Linked DNA regions of Pan troglodytes: region 2 is linked to region 1. The links are chromatin contacts, called in public HiChIP or PLAC-seq maps. All regions are on one chromosome and are shown on one strand. The core of a region is the stretch at or near the end of the contact, and the rest is flanking DNA. Distances in the headings are between cores, read along the strand shown. Region 1 has its middle 23 kb from the start of RP1L1. Region 2 holds the start of PINX1 (PIN2 (TERF1) interacting telomerase inhibitor 1).

The links. HiChIP or PLAC-seq counts read pairs in DNA pulled down with a chosen protein or histone mark.
Region 2: a contact with region 1 is called in an H3K4me3 HiChIP or PLAC-seq map of stem cell-derived excitatory neurons, with 6 times the contacts expected there. The contact joins the promoter of PINX1 here to the enhancer-like site in region 1.

The regions. Positions count from the first base shown.
Region 1 is chr7:16,580,579-16,587,539 of NHGRI_mPanTro3-v2.0_pri, reverse strand. No RefSeq gene overlaps it. Among named protein-coding and RNA genes, the nearest start is that of RP1L1, 23 kb to the left of the region's middle. Within about 2 kb of position 2,474, at least 2 of the 24 cell types and tissues checked have an H3K27ac peak or open chromatin away from gene starts, as enhancers often do. A contact at or near this core is called in stem cell-derived excitatory neurons, where this site is marked.
Region 2 is chr7:16,825,796-16,832,756 of NHGRI_mPanTro3-v2.0_pri, reverse strand. PINX1 (PIN2 (TERF1) interacting telomerase inhibitor 1) reads left to right here and starts at 3,247. Exons shown (of 7, transcript XM_054656525.2): 1 at 3,247-3,567. The coding sequence starts at 3,318. It overlaps LOC101059533 (a long non-coding RNA gene), which reads right to left and starts at 2,958. Exons shown (of 4, transcript XR_001720022.3): 1 at 2,870-2,958; 2 at 2,314-2,381; 3 at 1,208-1,309.

The sequences.
Region 1 (6,961 bases), core at 1,225-3,724:
CAATCAGAACTGGCATCTTAGCTAGAAGCCCCCAGTGGAACAGATTGCACTGTGAGCTTGTTCTGGAAATGGTGACATGCAGGGGCGTGCAGCACTTGTCACCACTACTGGCTGGCATGAAGCATCCACCGGGCACCTCTTCTGTGATTTGAAGTCCCCATTCTTTCTCTGAGAGATGCTCCAACCCCTTTGTTTCACTCCCTGCCCCCCCTGCCCCAATGCTAGTGACAGCCAGTCCTGTCCCTGTCACTTACTGACCTGGCACCTCATTAAAATGGCATTGTCCATCTCTAGTTAACAGCATGCAATGAAAAGAGCATGGGACCTGGAGCTGAAGGACCTGGGCTGAAGTCCCAGTGATCCCAACTCAGTTTCAGCATCTGCGAAATGGGCTAAATGATGTTTTCCTCACTGTAGTGTTGAGAAATAGATAATATGAAACTTTATTACACACATGGTGGGGATAGATGCATATTTTAATTATAACTGCTAAGTATTCAGTGCCTACAATGTGTCACGTATCATACTAGACTCTTGATATAAATGATCATTTGTGAGATTTAAACTTCTCAACACGTCTGTGAAATAGGCAAGTAGGTGTTCCATTTCACAAATGGAGAAACCGAGGCTTGGAAGAGAGACAGACTTGCCCAGACTCACACAGCTAGTTAGGAACAAAGCCAGGATTTAAACTCAGATATTTCAGACTCCAAATCCACATCTTCCATTGTATCATAATTTTTCTTTTTTGTTTTGATTTAGATCCTGTAAATAAACACCTTAGCTAGAGGTAGCCAACACCTTGTTGAATGACTTTACTGCAAGATAGTGACAACTTAGGGGAGTAAATTAAATGGGATTTTTGGTTCAGCTGATTCCATTCTGCCTCCAGCAATGTTCTCCTTCTGTACAGATAGCAGCAGCTGCAGATAACCTGGGTTTATAAAGCCGATCATTAAACTGAAAAGTTATCTGCATTAAAATGAAGTTATCTGCCCATGGGATTCTCCTTTTAGTTTACAAACACACCCGCTTTAAACCACCCCCGCCCCGTACGTCTGCAGTTTATATTTAAAAAATTTGTTGTTAATGGACAACTCTGTGTTTCCTTCTGACCTGGAGATAAAGAATTTCAGGGCCATCGGCTGAGAGGATTTTTGTGCCTTCTCCTTGATTCCTTTCTCTACAGCACTCTTTTAGCATCTCTTAAAATGCTGGCATTCCTATAGCCTCAGCCTGCCCCGAATCAAAACCCATGTCATGTGTCACTCAAATGCTGACGAAGGAACCATAGTATCAGCATAATGTGAAAGCTTTTGGCCAGGGGAGTTTCTCCTTGAAGGGGAAGGGGAGGGAACCACGCCCTTCTCTCCTGTCTATTGTCCAGCTGGTGGGGATCAGAGACTCCAGTTGAAAAGGATCACCATTTAGGGGTTAGAACCAAAGACCCATGTCCAGCCCCACACCTAGAGATGCTGACTTTATCAGTCTGGGGCAGGGCTTCAGCACAGTGCTCGTGGAGGGGTTTGATGTTCAGTGGAGGTAGGTGATGGCTGATTCAGTCCAAAACCCCACAGCTGTGTGAGTGGCTGAGCCCAGACCAGATTCCAGGCCTTTCTCCGTCTCTCACTCAATATCCCCCATCCCAGAACTAGGAGAGGCCCTGCAGAGAAACGCAGGCAGGCAGCAAAGCCACTCCCTTGTCATCCAGACTAGTTGTCCCCTCACCCACATGCCCCCATTCCTCTCCATTCAAACTCCCTGCGTCATTGGGGTCTCCACGCGAGGACAGGCTGTGTCTCCAGAAGGGCCCATCTAGCCCGGCCAGGGGAGAAGGAGACCCATCCTTAATCTTATGAAGCCTTCAACATAAGTGCATGCTTGGAACCGAGAGGTTCCTGAGGTTTCCAAAGATCTCACAGGCCCGTGGGTTTTTTTCCTTCACTTAAATGAACATGAAAACCACCTACGGGGCTTTAAGATGGACAGTTCCGCTTATGAAATTCTGATCCAGTGTGTCCGAGGCCTAGGAATGTGCATTTCACCAAGCTCCCGGAGGAAAGCGGGCACAAACCCCCGCCGCCTGCCTGCATTCTACATCCGGGCGCCCAGAGGAAAGCGGGCACAAATCCCCGCTGCCTGCCTGCATTCTACATCTGGGCGCCCAGAGGAAAGCGGGCACAAAACACCCCGCCGCCTGCCTGCATTCTATATCCGGGCCACCCTCCCACCAGGATGTGTGGTCCTCGGAGAGGCTGAGCACCTCTCACCAGCCCCGGCCCAGCAAACACACACACGGACACGCACACACACACGAACACACAGACAGCTGCTTCCTTGCTCTCATTATGTAGTCTCCCCAAGGGACAGTGGGGGTCAGCCAGAGTCAACCTCTCGCTCCGTCTTCCTCTCCGGAGAGGCAATTAGGGTGGATACGGAGCCATCTCCCTCCTCTGACCCTCCTGCCCCGGTGTCCACAGGCACAGCTGGCAGCCCAGGCCCCCATCTATGGAGACGGGACTCAGCCCGCACAGACACACGCCTGGGCTGCAGAGGCGCCGGGGCTCGCTCCCTCTCACTAACCAAGTACCCCGGGCAGAGGGACCCTGGCTTGTTTCGTGACTTCCGCTGGATCCAGCCAGGCCTGGCCTCCTGGGGTCATTGGCCTGGGGTCCAAGCTGAGCCTCCAGATCCAGGCGGCAGGCGGCAGCCTCATGGCGCTCGTCCAGGGACCAGGTCTCCAGCCTCCCATTGGTTCAACCCTCACCCTGAGAGGCTGACCGAGCCCACCTGTGCCCTCCTGGGTCCCACATTTTGAGACCTGGTTGGGGTGATCATGGCCCCAGGCACTCAGATTGTGGGTGAGGCCCCTGCAGCCCTGTGAGTGAGAAGCATACTCCCCCCCGGCCCTGCCTGCCTCCTCCATCACCTCTTTCTCTCCTCCCCTCTCCTCTCACCGCCCCCACCACCCGCTGGGCCCCGCATCACTGCTGGCTATGATCCTATTTTCCAAAGGCTGGGGTGTTCTCAGTCATCATGTCCCTAGACGGTGGTGGCCAGCACTCCTAAGACACTGACCCCAACTTGGTGACCATCTCTGGCCCTCTCTAGCCCAGCTCTGGAACCTCCGTGCCAGCAGAGCCCATCCGTGCTCTGCTGTTCCTTCTCCTGCTTTTGGGCAGAGGACTCCCAAGTCCATGGCTCAGGCCCAGGATCTCTCTCAGCTCCCTTCACCACATTGCCTGGGAGCCACACACCCAGCAGACGGCACCCTCTGTCCTCGTCCTCAGCCTGCTCTTGTCCCCATGGCTAGACCTGGCCCCCAGTCATCCCAGGCTTATCCACCCCCACCCCCAGCTCCCAGCCCTGAATCTACTAAAGCTGCCCCAGGCCCAGCAGTTCCTGCCTTCCCAACCCCTCCACCTGCCTCCTCAGGGTGTCCCCACATCTAGACTTGCCCACGCCACTCTGTCCTCACCACTTGCCACCACTTGCCTCTGGAAAAGAGAAAGCTCGCCATGCTGCCTCTGCCTGCAACTGCCCAAGGGCCTCTCACCACCCCCAGCCAGGGCCAGCCCCTCAGCCTGGGTTCTGCTTACCCCATTTCCCTACCTCCTTTCCTCCCCTCCTCCTCCTTCTCTCTCCTCCCGCCCCTCCCCTGTCCTAGCCTGCTGTCCCCTCCCCCTTCACCCATCTTCCTCTTGCCCCAGCCTAGCAGCTCCCAGTGTCCCGGAAGCCACCACTCCAGCACCAGATGCCTGGGCCTGCAGGGCCTTTGCTCTAGGGAGTACTCCATGCCCGTCCTGGGCACAGCACCCACAGGCTCACACCAGCCTGGGCTAAAGGGCCTTTGCCCTGTGGAGCACCCAGCCCCTTCCTGGGCTCAGAGTGTGCCCACAGGCCCACACCACTGCCTTGGAGGTCAGGGCTGCCCACGGCCCCTCCTGCTGCCGGCCTGCTGACAGTGACCTGCACGTCACAGATGCCTACCAAAAGCCTTATTGTTAATGACTTGGAAAAAAAATGTATTTTTACTAAGATATTTTACTGAAGCTCAGGGATGAGGAGGAGGTTTCCTCCTGACTACCTTTCCCAGGAGGGTGGCTCAGGTGCACCCTGCCCAGGCCCCGTCCTGGAGGCAGCACCGGGGAGGCGGAGGGCAGGCTCTGGGGTGCACCGAGGGGTTCCAGCCTGGCTGCACCAGGAGCTGCCGTTCACTGAATTGCCTACATCTGGAAAGGAGGAAATTAATAGTCCCCGCCCCCCTGAGGTGTTGAGATGCCTGAGACAAGGCTGCAAAGCCATCAGCTGCCCCTGGTCACCACGGAAGCTCCTTGTTGGCAAATGTCATCACTCTGTTCCTTTTTTTTTTCCTTTCTTTTTGAGACAGAGTCTAGCTCTGTCACCCAGGCTGGAGTGCAGTGACACGATCTCAGCTCACTGCAATCTCTGCCTCCCGGGTTCAAGCGATTCTCCTGCCTCAGCCTCCAGAGTAGCTGAGATTACAGGCATGCGCCACAACACCAGGCTAATTTTTGTATTTTTAGTAGAGACGGGGTTTCAACATGTTGGCCAGGCTGGTCTGAAACTCCTGACCTCAGGTGATCCGCCCACCTCGGCCTCCCAAAGTGCTGTAATTACAGGGGTGAGCCACTGTGCCCGGCCACTGTGTTCCTTTTATCTAGCAGAGTTGGGTATGTCAGTCCAAGAAAAGCAACTAGAGGCATTTTTATTTGGGGGTGAGGGAGTTTCCCCTAAGACCAAGGCTGATATGCTCTAGTGAGAGGGGAGCAGGATGTGGGTGGACGCTGTGGATGCTACAGGCAGCAGGGGCCTCCCCGAAAGCAGTGGGACAGTGACGCTTGGCCCAAGCTTGTGGAACGAGCTTTGATGCGGGAGATAAAGGTGGGGGACGTTCCAGATGGAGGTGGCCACAGGAGTGTGGAAACAGAGAGGCCAAGCATGGACTCGGATGGTGAACAGGGAATAGTCAGGGGCGCAGGTTAGAGAGTGCATGGATGTGTGCAGGGCCCCACTGCTGAGGACCTTGGGACCTCCGGACCCCAGGACAGCCCTGTCCTTGGGGCAGAGGTATAGACACAGCCCTGGGATCATCTGGGGTCTGACTGAGGTCTGCACTCCGGGAGCTGGACCACTGCCTTTTCCCCTGGGCTTGGGTCCTCACCTGGGGAACTCAGCTCTGCCTGGGAATTCCTTCCATGGGGGCTTTGCCTTGTTCTTAAAGATGCAATCTCCTCGCTCTCCCCAGTACAGCTTTCCTTCACTCATTGCACTCTTAATATCTATACCACAAAGGCTTTTGTCTGCAGAGTCACTTCTAATCCTGACAACATCCCTGCAAGTTTGTGTTGGATGAAGAGACAGGTTCAGAAGACACTCCTCCAAGGACATTCGGCAGGTGGATGCCAAAGGCAGGATTTGAACCAAACCCCACTTCCTCCAAGCAGGGGCTCCCTTTTCCATGCAGCCTGCCCTAACCCTATGGGCCGAGAGTCCTCTGGCCTGCACCCCCTGGGCTGGGCTTCACCCCCATCATCTCTCCTCGAAGCCCCATGGCCCCTGGCTGCTCTGGCGGAGCCTCGCTGGGCTGCACTCTGAGCCCTGCCCTCAGTCTGCAGGACAGAACCTCCCAGACTCTTCTAGGTTGTGTCTCAACCCCACCCCAGGACCGGACCTGACACCCTCCACTGGCCTGTCTTTTCTAAGGAACAGAGATTCTGCGGTTTTCCAACTGTGGGCAGCCTTGGAAAAGTGTCGAGTGTTTTTGCTCGTCCCAGGGATGGGGGACGCCCGTGCTGTTTTACCTGCAGGGGTCAGAATACCAAACATCCTGCAGTACATGGGCCTGTCCCACATGAGGAAAAATAGCCTTGCTCCCAATGCCCCAGTGACTGCTCCACTCTACAGCTGAAGAGACTGAAGTTCAGGGTCACGGTGCCTGGCCCAGAGCCCACAGCCAAGAGGGGATGAGCATTCCCCTCCTGATTCCTCAGTCTTCCCACTGCGTCCCAGAAGGAGCAAGACTGCCCCAACACTCCAGCCTGGCTCAGCACCACCCTGTCTCCAGGCAAAGCAACGGACTGGGTGACTTCCCAAAGCTCCACCAACCACAACAATTCCAAGAAAGGGCAAAGCCGGGGACAGGCACCCGCGGGGTTAAGCAGTGGAAAAGTGGGAAGGGCGAGAGCTGGAAAGTGACTCATCTCCCTGGAAAAGGCTGGGCCCCGCATTCTATTTGCCCCAACACCGTGAGATTGTAGTTGGCTTGTGAGAGACAGGCCCCGACAGGACAGGCAGCTTCCCAAAGTGTTGGGGACCCAGAGGTACAGAGAATGCTTTACAGCTCTTCTGTTCTGCCATCGAGTAGCAATGGGTCTTTTCTCATTTTTGACCTCAGCTTCCAAGTACACCTGAGCTCCCCAAATGCACATTGGAATTAAACCTGCAAAAAGTTCTGAATTCAAGAGATGAAGGTGAGGAAAGAAAACTATAGGATAAGATGAGTCCGTTCCTTCCTGGGTCAAGAACTCTTCACCCCTACTATGAAGCTAGATGGTGCCCACTGCATCCTGGTCTGAGCAGCTGTTCTGGGTCAGGCCATGTGGCAGCAGCTGAGGCCGCACAATTGGAAGCACTGCCCCTTCCTGTCCCCACTTCAGTGCACACCTGCCGTGTGCACCACCTCTTACTCCCTAGGGGTTCGTTGGTCACAGGTACTGTCCTCCTGATGGATAAGTGACAGAATAGAATAGCAGTCCTACTCCATGCACCCAGGGGTCACAGTGACAGCACCGAACCCAGAGGGTGGCTGAGGAAATGGAGAGATGCAGAGAAGTGGCCTGGACAGCAAGTGCCATGTGAGGTCCTAGGCCGGGGACAGTAGCACTGAGAGGCTTCTCCCGGAGGTAGGGCTTGGGCTAGGATGGCTAGTGGTCACGAG
Region 2 (6,961 bases), core at 1,998-4,497, 240 kb before region 1:
ATATTAAATGAACTATGAATGATCAAACCATTGGTATAACTTGGTGTCCTAGAGATTTTTTCCCCTTTACGTATCTTGAGCACTTTCTCATGTGTATTTCACTTTTCTACTTGTAAGAATCAACATTCACTTGGCTTACCTTATGTAATGGGAGGTATATTAGAAGCATGAAAAGGAAATAGGACTCTCAGCTAAATGAACCAAGGGAGGAAAAAAGACAAATAATTGGACCTCACAGGGAGTGAAGGACCAAGAGTGCAGCCAGGCTCTGCAAGCAAGTTCGCTGGGGCCCCAGGGCCTCTCCAGAGCCTCAGGAGAAGCTGTTAGTGAATGAGTGTTCCCTCTGATGCTCTGCCTTAGGGAGACCTAGCCCTTATTATCTCAGTCTTCCTTCTCTTCATACATCTTTTGGATTTTTTTGTTGTACAGAATGGCTTCTGGCCTGGATCATTCAAATCTGTCCTACATGCCTGATTAGTGTTGCCTATTCTAGAATTTCATATAAATGGAATCATATATCATGTACTTCTTCCACTGAGCATCATGTTTTTGAAATTAATTCAGGGGCCAGCGAAATTTTTCTTAAAGGATCAGACAGTAAACATATTAGGTTTTGGGGGCCACAGTCTCTCCCAACTGCTTAGTTCTGCTGGTGTGGCCAGAAAGCAGCCAAACAATAGATACATTAATGAGTGTTTATCTATTGTTTAGCTGCTTTCTGGCTACACTAGCAGAACTACGTACTTGGGAGAGCCAACTACCTGTATAGAAAAAAAAAAAAAGAGAAACTACTTTACCCTTGAGTCCATTCATACCTTGCTCATGTCATGGACTGTTATGCAAAGAAAGGTCTGTGGATCATTGGTATCCACATTTTTAGATCCTGTTATAAATGCAGAATCTGGCTCATGCCTGTAATCCTGAAACTTTGGGAGCTGAGGTGGGAGGATCACTTTAGCCCAGGAATTTGAGACCAGCCTGGGAAACATAGGGATATCCTGTCTCTACAAAAAATAAAAATAAAAAAATTTAGCTGGATGTTGTGGCACATGCCCGTAGTCATAGCTAAGGTGGGAGGACTGCTTAAGTCAGAGAGGCAGACGCTGCAGTGAGCCATGGTCACACTACTACGCTCCAGCACGGGCAACATAGTGAGGCCCTGTCTCAAAAAAAAAAAAAAAAAAAAAAGGCAGAATCTCAGACTCACCCTAGGCCTGCTGAACCAGATGTGCATTTTAACATGATCTCTGGGTGACTGGCGTGCACAGTCATGTCTGTGAAGTATTGCCCAAGGGAGTCTGCTGAGACACTGAAGGACAAGATGGAATGGGTTACATTGGATCACCTTCTTTTAACAAGTGCAATTTCCACTCCAGCTGGCCATTTAAAATACAAACAAGATTCTGTAATTTTTTTTAAATCCCAAACTTAATAATATTCTTTTTCAGTAGATGATCTCCATTAATATTTCATAGCCATATAGAATGCTGGGGTTGAAACAAAATAGGAAACCATCCTGCATTCACCAAAAGGCAGAGTCCCTTCTACAATATTCCTCTGTGGCCTCTAACTGAGCATTTCCAGGAGACACCTCATTGTAACAGAAGATCCAATGATAACTAACCATTTACCACCTGAACCATGGCAACAGGCCATAAATGTCTGCTTCGATCTTCTTGACCATCTTAGAGACAAAATTACCTTTCTGAAATCATATACCAACACAGGAGGTGCTTGAAAAACTCTGATTTCCGACTAATTCAGTATTCTCCATTCTATATAACTACCTTCCACGCTCTCTGGCATAATCAAATAGATCTGCTAATTATCCTAAGATTTTTGTGATCCTGCCTTCCTGAGTCCAGTGCCCTACTTTTAACCTTGTTCCCTATGTCACAATGTCACAGCTTTCCTGCCTTGGCTGGGAAAATTCCATTCACTTGCCTCCCCTCACCCCCTCAGTATTCACTGATAGCTATAAGCATCCTTTTGTGTTTCTTCTAACTTTTATGAAACTAGGGTTTACCTTTTTCATCCAGATTCCTAGTTAAAGGGAGAATTTCATTGTAAACAAGAATCTAGTCCTTCAATTGCTTTTCTTGGCACCTGAGTGGTGCTCTTTTTACCTTCCTTTTATGTAGGAAAGGCTTCTGTGTGCACTGTCACCTGAAGTTTACTGGAGAGTCACTCACCCAAAAACATGTCTTTACCATACTTAAAAGTGTTATAGCTAGGAGCTTATTAGAACTCCCCTGGAGACAGGGACACTTGAATTAAATTTTGCAAACATCTATGGAGCCTTACCATACTTACATTATTTTGCGAGGTGCTGGTACGAATACAGAAATGGATACAATAAAGGCATCCTTCCAGTGTGTGCACTGTGGTGGAGAAAATAAATAAAACCTTTGCCTTGATGAAGGCATCCCATTATTTAAAGAGGTAACATTTTCCCCACAACTATTTTGTGTGGGGTCCCACAAAAAAACCGATAGATAGCAGACCTATCTTCTGATATCTATCTACTATCTATCTATCATCTATCTATCTATCTATTTGTCTATCTATCATCCATTTGTTTATCTATCTCAGAAAGCAGAGGTAGGGTACGAGGAAGAGATGGGACATTACAATGCAAAGTCCTCCCCTCCAGCCAAGTTTTTCAAACTCCTTGTCCATACAACATCCATGACCCTAAGTTCAGCTCTTTACACATTTCTTTTCCCCGTGAGGCTGAGCTGCTTGAGGGCAGGTCACGTCTTTCCACTACCCTTCTTGCCGGCACCTAGGGCTTCCTGATGGAGACCCTACAGGTAATCCACGTGAGCTTATGCTCCGCGGCAGACACGCCCAGGCGGGCTTTACTCACATCAATCGCTTAGTACGCACACTCACTCTAGCCAATGAGCGAATACGTACTCCTTTCTCCACCTCCCGCAGGGCGGCCACCGCCCCCTCAGTCCCTCTTTGTCCCGTCACCTCCCCAGGTTGCCCCGCCCTGCTCCGCCCCCTCGCCGCCGCGTGCTCGAGGAGCGAGTCGCGCGCTACTGACGTCACCAGCACGCGCCCCGTCTGCTGCAGTCCGCCGGCGAGGGAGTTACGCACGTCCTGATTCTCCTGGAGTCTCCAGCCCGCCCAGTGGCCGCAGTCACCCAGGTCCAGAGGCGGCGGTATCACAGGCTCTCCGACATGTCTATGCTGGCTGAACGTGAGTGTCGGAAGCGGAGGCCCGACCCAGGCGCGGTGGTGAAGATGCCGGGTGACGCGCACGGCAGCCCGGAGTGGCTGGGAGCTCGGGTTGCCGGCGCGCCTGGCGCATGGGATCGGGGGACCGGGGAGCCGAGCCCGGCTCTGATTGTCCTGCTCGCCGCAGAGCTCCCCGAAAGTTGGCCGCAGGTCTGCTAGTGAGAGAGACCGCAAGTGTCTCCCGGAGACGCCGTCCTCAGAATCACCCTGGGGCGCGTGCGAAGTGGGTCAGAACACCGGGTCCCGGGACTGGCCCCGCCGCCGCCCTTTGTGGGGTCCCGGACTGGTTGCTTCTCCCCACCCGGACCTCAGCTTCCTCAGGTTAAAAAGAGAAGGTTGAGCAGAAGGATCACTTCAAACTGTAATCACATTGTCCAAGATGTCTTGGACCCAGAAAAAGAAAAAGCAAAGGAGTTAGAAGTCTCAAATATGGGACGTCAGCCACTTAGCGAGGGAGTGCAGGGCTAATGTGTAATTCTAAGTGAGACTGGCGTTTTTGACCTTATTAGTTGGCCACAGCGCCCCGTCCTGCCTGTTTACCTTTGACATTTATCTTCACTTGGTGGAGTCGGTGAAACCCCTGTCTCTGGAGAGGCTGCTGAACTTCTGAATTGTACCTGTAGCGAAGGTCGCTTGCCGCCAGATGGCAGTCATGCTTTGATCCTGAAAAGCGGGTCCTGCTTGGCGAGTTGTATAGTGAGCAAAGAACAGAAACAGCTTATTTAACAGATCAAGCAGACCAGCACAGGGATTTTGTGAAATAAGTGCTGTTAGCACTCTCTTTTCTAAGAGGGTGGAGGACTTAGGAGCACAAAACGAAATGGGTCAGGCACCATCCCGATTTTACAGGGGCAGAAATTGACGTTCAAAGGAAAATAATTTGCCCCTAGTCATTGAGCTAGAAAATGGCAAAATTGATCCAGTTATCTCTGTATCTTTATGTTCTTCCCCGTAAGACCAGCGGAGACCCATAGAAATGAGTATGTTTTAGACTGAACCCGTCGGTTCTATTTTTTCACCAGTAAAAAATGAGGAGTCAGGGTTAGAGCCTAGATAGCTAAGATCTCTTCTGGTTTTCGTATTCTTTGATGTTTGCTTAATTCAGCATGCACTTGGCGACTTTGGCCCTAGTTCTGCTATTCATTTATGTCTGTTCCTTTGATCAGTGTTTGTGAGGCCACAAAATCTTCTCTTAATATTTTTATCCCTAGGTGGCCTTAAATCAGTGAGATGGTGAACATGAACATAGTTTGAAAAGTCTGAAATATAGAGGTGTAAAATGCTATTTGTAGACATCAGTAATTCAGATTACATGATTTCAAGAGTGTTTTCAGTTCTCCTCTTCCCAACGTTATTCCAAATTGTCAAATCCTTGTCATTATAATATGTAATATTTTTGTGTTTTTTTTCATAATTTGCTAAATGGGTATAGCATCTTCTGTAATTAGATACTTAGGATTGGTGTTAAGAAGAAAAACCTTAGACAAATTATACAGAGTTTGATTGAGCAAAGAATGATTCAAGAATTGGGCAGCCTTCAGAACTAGAACGGGTTCTAAGAACTCCAGTCTGCTATGTCGTCAGGCAGTATTTATGGACAGTAAACGGAAGTGAGGTACAGCGACAACTTGGTTAGGGTTACCGCTCTGATTTGCCTTATTTGAATCAGCTGGCTGCCTGTGATTGAAGCCTAGCTGCTGTAATGGATTGAGGCTCACTTATATGTTATAAGAGTATACTCCTACGGTAGGCTTTCGCTTCCTTTAAGTTCTAACGTAGGTTGTAGTTCGTTATGTAAGGACTCAAGTACGGAGGCCTCCTCAGGCCAAATTTAATTTAGTGTAACAATACTCTCCTTCTGATCAACCTCTGAATTTTGAGAGATTGTTTAAAACTTCTGCCTCTGGCTCTTGGGACTCAACACTCCCTTTAGAGTAAATGGGATCCTCGCATAAGTCATGTGGTATTGAGCTGTTGTGTGGATGGTTTCTATTGGATTTGCCCCAAAAGTATCCCGACAGACCCATTTACAGTTAGATCTCCACATAGGAGTACTTGCTAGAGGATGGTTAAATACATCCCAAATAGTGATTCTGCAGATTCAGGGCATTCTACCTGAGGCCCAGCGCCATGCTGTAAACACTGCTGTTCCAGATCGTGTCAAGGGTCCCCAAGATCATCCCCAGATTCAATGATGTGCTGGGGGATTCAGGCACAGGACTCAGCATGTAGTCGCACTCACTGCTAAGATTTATTACAGCAAAAGGATGTAGAGCAAAGCCGGCAGAAGGAAAAGATGCACGGGGCAAAGTCCAGGCTAAGCCAGGCGTCAAGCTTCCAGAGCCCTCCCCCAGGGAGTCACACATAACACGCTTAATTCCTCCAGTAGTGAGTTCTGAGAGCAAATATGGAATGTTGCCCACCAGGGAAGCTAGTGAGAGACTCGGTGCCAGGGATTTCCTGGGGCCTGGTCACATAGACACCCTCTACCTGGGAGGCACCAAAATTCCAGGCTCGCAGAAGGAAAGCAGGTGCTCAGCATAAACTGTATCATTTGCATAAACAGGCATAATGAGCCACTCTTACCAGTTCTGCGAATGGTGGGAACCCTTGAGTTCCCTGTTATAAACAGGCCTTTCAAAGGATAGCAGTGAGGCCTTCTGTGTTAGTGAACAAAGCTGAGATCTGAGCACAGAACAGACTGTGGCATGAGAATTACAAAGGACATGTAAAAGGTGATCCAATTGAAACAGCTCAGAGGCAGTCTTTTCCTTACCATGATTTTCCACACCTGGAAGCTTGGGTGACATTAGAGCTGGGAAATGTTCCGGGGAAGCAGGGTTCTGGTCAAGTTGTCTGGGAAGCATGGCAGGCCTGCTCTGGCCTCCTCTAAGAGGATCTGCACATTTGCATAGTACAGTTTCCGGGAGATTCTTCAATATTAAATTTAGTTTAACCCAGTGTTACTCATTTTTAATGGGAAACTGCCACCCCCCGCCCCCCCAACATCCTTGTTTGGAAACACTGGTGTGATCCCATTGATTGAAGCTAACTGCCATTTCCCCAGGGGAGAGGAATTGACCTTGAATAGCTAATCTCTTGTGTAGGCATTATAGTTTGTTTTATATAAGTAGGTAATGTGAAGCGTGTGCAGTTCTTAACTGCAGAGCGTGAGCTTATTCTCAAAACTGTCTCCTTTGTACAAGCTCTAGTCAAAGACCCCTGGCAAGCACTGCATAGACACATGAACTCTGACACACTGATGCCAGCTTGCATACAGAATACTGGCTAACAGGCTTCTCTCTGGTGTGTTGTTCATTAGCAGAGGCGGTGTTATGCTGAGTATTTGCCAAGATAAGTAAAGTGGTAATTTAGATGGAACATTTTTGGGTCACCTTTTTTTTTCTGCAAAACACTACGAATTCGAGCCCAACTTGTTTTGCTTTGTTGAGGGCCTTTTTTTCTGCCTGTGTATTTGTAAAGGATTTCCTATTTTTGCTGGAGTGTGCATAGTTATGGGCCTCTATTGATTTTATGTGTGCCACAGTGAGCCCCTTTGACAGGGGGTCATGTTATTTTTTAATTATGTGATGAGATGGGCAAGGTAGGAGGGGTTGTGTTGATGGTGAGACAATGTGCTTATATTGATATGGCAGATAAATGATAATGACACCTCCAAATTTCTCATTTCGCCACAGTCTACTTTTCGGTTTCA